Linked DNA regions of Sus scrofa: region 1 is linked to region 2. The links are chromatin contacts, called in public Hi-C maps. All regions are on one chromosome and are shown on one strand. Each heading gives the region's core, a stretch centred on a gene start, on an enhancer-like site or on the middle of the called end of the contact. The rest is flanking DNA. Distances are from core to core; before and after follow the strand shown.

The links. Hi-C and Micro-C count contacts between places; a contact is called where the count stands out from the background.
Region 1: a contact with region 2 is called in a Hi-C map of skeletal muscle, with 2.9 times the contacts expected there. The contact joins two enhancer-like sites. A contact is called at or near these places in 1 of 47 Hi-C or Micro-C datasets (skeletal muscle) and 1 of 2 datasets of contacts at active chromatin or transcription factors (skeletal muscle).

What each region holds. Positions count from the first base shown.
Region 1 is chr11:71,197,142-71,200,403 of Sscrofa11.1, forward strand. LOC102165734 (putative methyltransferase-like protein 21E pseudogene) reads left to right here. Exons shown (of 5, transcript XM_021065901.1): 5 at 1-3,262. Among named protein-coding and RNA genes, the nearest start is that of ERCC5, 57 kb to the left of the region's middle. Within about 2 kb of position 1,795, at least 11 of the 83 cell types and tissues checked have an H3K27ac peak or open chromatin away from gene starts, as enhancers often do. A contact at or near this core is called in skeletal muscle, where this site is marked.
Region 2 is chr11:71,038,019-71,041,166 of Sscrofa11.1, forward strand. No RefSeq gene overlaps it. Among named protein-coding and RNA genes, the nearest start is that of METTL21C, 18 kb to the left of the region's middle. Within about 2 kb of position 1,718, at least 3 of the 83 cell types and tissues checked have an H3K27ac peak or open chromatin away from gene starts, as enhancers often do. A contact at or near this core is called in skeletal muscle, where this site is marked.

The sequences.
Region 1 (3,262 bases), core at 545-3,044, 160 kb after region 2:
AAAGTACAGTTTGCAACTAGTAAATTATTAACACTTTTCTCCCAAGGATTTCCTCCTTCCTTAGGACTTCTATGATTAATATATAGTCAATTTAAGAATTAGAAGGGTGTCAAACAGGGTAAGCATATTTTATAATTATGTATTCAAAGCAGAATGGAGGACTAATTATAATATTATACAATTATGCAATCATATAGTTATATAATTATACAATTATTCTAATGAATATAATAGGTAATAAGAATGTGGAGTTCCCACTGTGGCTCAGTGGATTAAGAACCCAACTAGTATCCATGAGGATGTGGGTTCCATCCCTGGCCTCACTCACTGGGTTAAGAATCTGGTGTTGCCATGAGCTGTGGTATAGGTTGCAGATGTGGCTTGGGTCTGGTGTGGCTGTGGCTGTGGCTGTGGCATAGGCCCACAGCTGTGGCTCTGATTCCACCCCTAGCCTGGGAACTTCCATTTGCCGCAGGTGGCCCTACAAAGAAAAAAAAAAAAAAAAGAATGTGCAGTATTTTTAGGGTGAGGGGAGCAAAGTGCCAGAACTGCTGGGAACAGATTTCATATTTTTTTTTGAAGGTAATTCAAGGAAGCTGAAAGGCAATTTTAAGAATGCAAAAATAGCTAATGCAGCTACCTTTTATGTTCCTGGTGGTGTATTTTTTTCTTCTCTAGGAAGCTATCTAATGGCTGTCATTCATTCAGTATTTATTGGAATCCCACAAAATGCCAAGCGGGGGCTGTAGACACACAGTGAACAAGGGAGATGGGCCAGTCCTCCTGGAGGCTTCAAGTTCAGTGCAAATGAGCCGAGGCATTAAAGTTAGTGCTTGGCAGGGGATATAGACCCATTTACAGAGTAATGTTAGGTGTGCTGACAGGAGGAAACCTAATTCACACCAGGGGGCCAGTGAGGACTTCCTGGAGAGAAAACAGGTAGCTGGAAAAGGAGCTGGAGAGAGGAGACAGGGAGCCTTTCTGGGCAGAAGGAACAGCATGTGCGCAGTTTTTTTAAAAGGAGCCAAGGGTGACTTCTCCGAACTACTTGCTGGAGAATTGTAGCTTCTAATAATCCTTGCTGAAATAACTCCGTTTATGGAATACTCACTGTTTTGGGCTCTGTTTTACCTATTTCACATACAGCATCTCTCTGAGTACCTCTGATGCCTTGGAGGTATCAGCCCATTGTACATACGAGGAAACTGAGGCTCAGTGAGCTCACCTTCTCCAAGCTTACACACGTGTGTCTGTTGGGACCTTGGTCACTAAGGCATCAAAGCCTGTGCTCTTTTCAGGGACTGCCCTGGGCCCAGTTTCCCCTTTGAACCCTGTTCAGAAAACCCTGAACTTGACTTTTATTCTAGCTAATTTGAAACAATCCAGTTGAGTGCATGTTTTCTTTATTTGCCTCCTGAGCACGAGTTGGCTGAAGTGGGATAATGCTGAGATGTTCTGCCTTGTGAATTGCTTTTCACAGTAAGTCAGGAGAGAATGATTTGACACATGTATGTATGTACCCAGCAAAGCCTTAAATAAAATTTTCTTTGCAAGGAATATCAGACACATCTTAGCTTAATTAAAGATAGGTAGTGAGCTTCAACCAGCTCAGGCAGAATCCAGGGGGGGCAGGGGGTGCCCTCAGGCGACTTCTCCGAGGGAAAGGCCAAGGGGGCGGGGCTGAACTTTAAAACGTCACCCGATCTGTCAGCGATGCTGGTGTTTACAGGGCTGTTCCTAGGTGACAAGGCTCACTGCATCAGCACCGACTAAGCCGGTCCAGGAAAGCACCTTTCAGCAACCTTTCAAGGCAAGAGCAGAACTGACTCAGGCCGCGTGGCCTTCTGAAGCCCAAGCAGAGGGCACAGGGGCCGTGCTGAGGACACTGGAAGGACACCAGCGTCTCTACAGCAAAATGCTTGGCTAGGTGGAAATGGCCTGTGGTGCCCTTCAGCCTGAGGCTCATCGGATGACAGGCACCTCACTTCGGGGAGGCTGACACTGCTGAGTAAGCCTCGCACCCTGGCTGGAGGCCTGGACCAGTGACGGGATGTAAGGTGATCAGCGGGGGCGGCCTGCTTCTGTGACGCCAGGACAGAGCAGCTGGCAGGGGCTGTCCCGTGAGGGCCCATCGCCGCTGGTGGACAGAGACAAGAGCCAGAACACGGAATGTTCCAGAATCCGGAGGAGGGGGAATCCATGTATCCCAACTCCCCGCAGGACGTGGCAACCCCGGGGCCGTCACAACTTCAAAGGCAGGATGGCGGGAGGGGACACTCAAGGGAGAAAAACCTCAGGGTTATGGAGAAGGAGGACTCGCAGGAGGAGCTTCTCCGTGAGGGTCTCGTGGCACAGAGTCCTGGTTGAGGTTGACACGGATCTGCAGAAACGGAAGCCGGAAGCCGGCTGCCTGACATCGCCACTCAGCAAGGACCTGAACCTGGAGTCTGATCGATGCATGAAGTCCAAGCCAGCATCTGCGGAAACGTCAGCTCGACTGCCCAGTCAACCTGCGTCAGATAAAAAGCGTGCTGTGATTCCATCTTTTGCTTCTACCAAGTGGGTGAAAAGCTAAGCACCACCGGATACCCTTCCCTCCAAGCTTCCGGAAATTAAATCTGAGCCTGAAATGACCAACGATTGCCACTGGGAGGCCCCAGTGATCTGTAAAATGAACTCTCCCATCTGAATAAGCAAGTGAAAAGACATGATTTGAACAAATGAATTGAATTATGAAAGATTATATGCAAATGCATCAAAGGCAGTACAGGGTAAACACACAGAGTATATAATGTGATACAAACGTGCTGCCAACCTCGTTCTCGTTAATTGGGGAGGGGGGGAAATTCGGTCCCTGCTTCAGAATGCACACAGAAAGAAACGCTCCAAGAAAAGGGACAATAAGGGCTGGTTTCCTGTTCTTTGAACACTGTGCAGGTGTTCCCAGCTGCATAGGTGTGTGTGCACATGCACACATTTGTGTCTGTGTCAGGGAAGCGTGTAAGAGAATGGAGGAAATATCTGGCCATGTTTTCCTTTCTTGTTCTCAGACTGGAGCAGGGGGGTCAGAATCCCCTGGAGAGCTTGTTAAACACAACCAGCTTTGCCCCCAATCCAGAGCTTCCGATTCAGCAGATCCGGAGCGGGGCCTGGGCATTTGCATTTCTAACGGGTTCCCCGGCGATGCTGATGCTCCTGGTTCTGGGGAACACTCTTTGAGAACCTCTGCTGTTGTCGCCCATTACCCTCCAGCCTGTTGTTC
Region 2 (3,148 bases), core at 468-2,967:
GTGTGACCAAAAAAAAAAAAAAAAAAAAAGTAACAAAGCATTAAAGGAAGGTTGCAGAATTAATACTGCCTTTGGTTTCCTGCAAGAGATGCTCTGCCTACATGTCTCAGGGAGCCTGGCTTTCTTGCATCCGGAGCCCACCTTCTAGGTAAGGAGTGTGCGCGAACCAGGAGGTGCCCACCCATCTTCTGGACCGAGCTGTGGGTTTCTAGGGTCCAGAACACCCCATTGCAACAGTTCTGAGCCAACTGGTAGGGTCTGAATGTGTTTGTTTTCCCAGTTTGTTCTCCAGGGAATGAACAAACATGGCAGGACCCAGCAGTGGGCAAGAGACTGCTCTGTGTATGTGTGGCTGTGGGTGTGGGTGGGTGCCGCTGTGTCCACACCCAGAAGCATGCAGTTCTCCTTCTTGGTGGGAGCAGAGCCAAGTTGGAAAGGAAAGGGGGGCGCTGTGGGCCAGAATCCTGACCAAGAGGGGCCCTCTCTGCACTGTCCCTTCCCCGAGCAGATCTCCAAGAGCTCCGAGGAGTCTAAATTTGAGCCCGGACTCCCAGTGCATCATGAAGATTTATTTGTCGCCCTGAAAGATAGAACATGTTTTATATGACGGCTCATTAGTTTGATTTATAACTTTTACGGATATAGAAAAATGGTATGTGGGTGTCCCTGGCGTTCTCGCCCTGGGCCCTGTGCGTGTCAGGACAGCCTTTTATATGGCAAGTGTTGGGCCATGAATTCAGAAGAGGAGGAGGTCACGGTGGGCTGGTGTGAGCCGTTAAGAAAGGCTTCATGAAAGAATTCACTGCAGGAGTTCCCGTCGTGGCGGCGCAGTGGTTAACGAACCCGACTAGGAACCGTGAGGTTGAGGGTTCGGTCCCTGCCCTTGCTCAGTGGGTTAACGATCTGGCGTTGCCGTGAGCTGTGGTGTAGGTTGCAGATGCGGCTCGGATCCTGCGTCGCTGTGGCTCTGGCGCAGGAAAGGGGCTGCAGCTCCGATTCGACCCCTAGCCTGGGAACCTCCATATGCCGCGGGAGCAGCCCAAAGAAATAGCAAAAAAGAAAAAAAAAAAATTTCACTGCAAACCATCGTACTTTAGGCTAGGAGACCGCTGAGGTCATGCTCGCAGGAAAGTCAGGTTATCTTTTATTTAGGCTCCTGGAGAGACATGGGGAAACTATGAACCTAGCACAGGCTCTTACTTTACAACAAAAAACCCAGGGAGGTCGGGCAAATAGGAAGAGAGCGGGGCCTGAGCCAGTTTCCTGGCTGGCAGTTCGGTGCCTCTCCACTTTCCCATTGGCTTCAGCTGCCCAGTGGGGTTGGGGCGGGGGGGAGCAACACTTGGGATAACGCAGGAGTGCAGGGAGTTCAAGGTGGGACGAGAAAGGAGACCCAGCCTCCGGAAAGGGGGCGGAAGAGGGCCTCCCCTCTGTGTCTGGAAACGTAGCCTATAACAGCTGCCTTTGCGATCTCATGCGTGATCTTTAAAGGTAATGCGAATTGTATGTTCTGTTCTCTAAGGAGGCTTTGGAATTAAGCTGGGGGTGGAACTCAGATGCTGCTCCTTCACTGGTGACTTTGGGCAAGTTATTGAAACCCGGAACCTCCGTTTCCACATCTGTGAAATGGGTGTAATAATGCCACAGTCTGTGTGTGGAGTAAACTTGACATCACGTCTATTGAGTGTGCCTGGTGCTTGAGCACTGCTGGCTGATGACCCTTCCTGGCATCTGTGGGAACAGCGGTTCCCTAAAGAAGTGGCGGCTCGTGGTATTGTCACATGGTTCTGCGTTGTACATCAGGACGGAATTATTTGGTGTTTAGAATGTATGTCGCAATTTATTTACTGTCTTTGGAAGATGATATGCCAGCAACAGCTGAGTTTTGAAGAATTGATGATGTGTTAACTTAGAATGAACACAGAGTCATGCTGAGTCCTGGTAAATTCATGGTGCAGCAGCTCACAATCAGTTGAGATTCTTGGATGAAGGGCAAGCTTTCCTTTCCAGAGTTCCAGTCTATTTTTGTCAGCAAGGAGAGGTGATAGGGCTTATTTTGTAATAATGCTTGTAATCCTATGATCGTCTGCATGTTCTAAATCTACTAAGGAGTCGGCTGAGATGTGGTGGTAGGCTTTTCTGGATATTTAGGGGAAATATCTCCCTGAGCTGCCGGGGTAGCCATGAGGTTGTTTATATGCTGTGCAGACAGGATCAGGAAGAGGTTTTGACAGTGTTTTTAAAACCAGTGAACGACTTAAGTATGAGATGTATGAGTCTTCAAATGAAACTGGTAAAAATATAGGAATTGGTGGTAAGTATGTTCTCCTTGGAGGGACCAGGAGGTTTCGAAGAAATGGAACGTTAAAGTGAGTCAAGCCATCCATCCCTGGTCACTGAAAGCAGCAGAACTGCTTTCCCCACCTCTCCCTCACCCTTCGGAGTTTTTTTGACCCCTGTCATCCATTGCCCACAGCCCACCCCACCCCTCAGACTCCTCACCAGTCTCTTCTGTGTGTCCATCAGCCTGGCTCTTTTGTGTGTGTCTAGATTCCACATGTAAGTGAGATCATATGATCATTATCTTTTTCCATCTGACTTATTTTACTTAGTATAATGTCCTCAAGGTTTATCCATGTTGGCACAAATGGAAAGATTTCATTCCTTCTTTATGGCTGAAATGTGTGTGCGTGTATATAACATCTTCTTTACTCATCAGTGGACATTTGGGTTGTTTCCATGTCTTGGCTATTGTGAATAATACTGCAATGAACATAGGGGTGCATGTGTCTTTTAATATTAGTGTTTTGGAGTTCCCGTCGTGGTGCAGTGGTTAACGAATCCGACTGGGAACCATGAGGTTGCGGGTTCAGTCCCAGTGGGTTAATGATCCAGTGTTGCCGTGAGCTGTGGTGTAGGTTGCAGACGCGGCTCGGATCCCGCATTGCTGTGGCTCAGGCGTAGGCCAGTGGCTACAGCTCCGATTCGACCCCTAGCCTGGGAACCTCCATATGCCATGGGAGCGGCCCAAGAAATGGCAAAAAATAAAAATAAAAATAAAAAAAATAAAATAAAATTAGTGTTTCCATTTTCTTAGGATAAATATCCAAGAGTGGAATTGTTGGATCATATGGTGGCTCTATTTTTA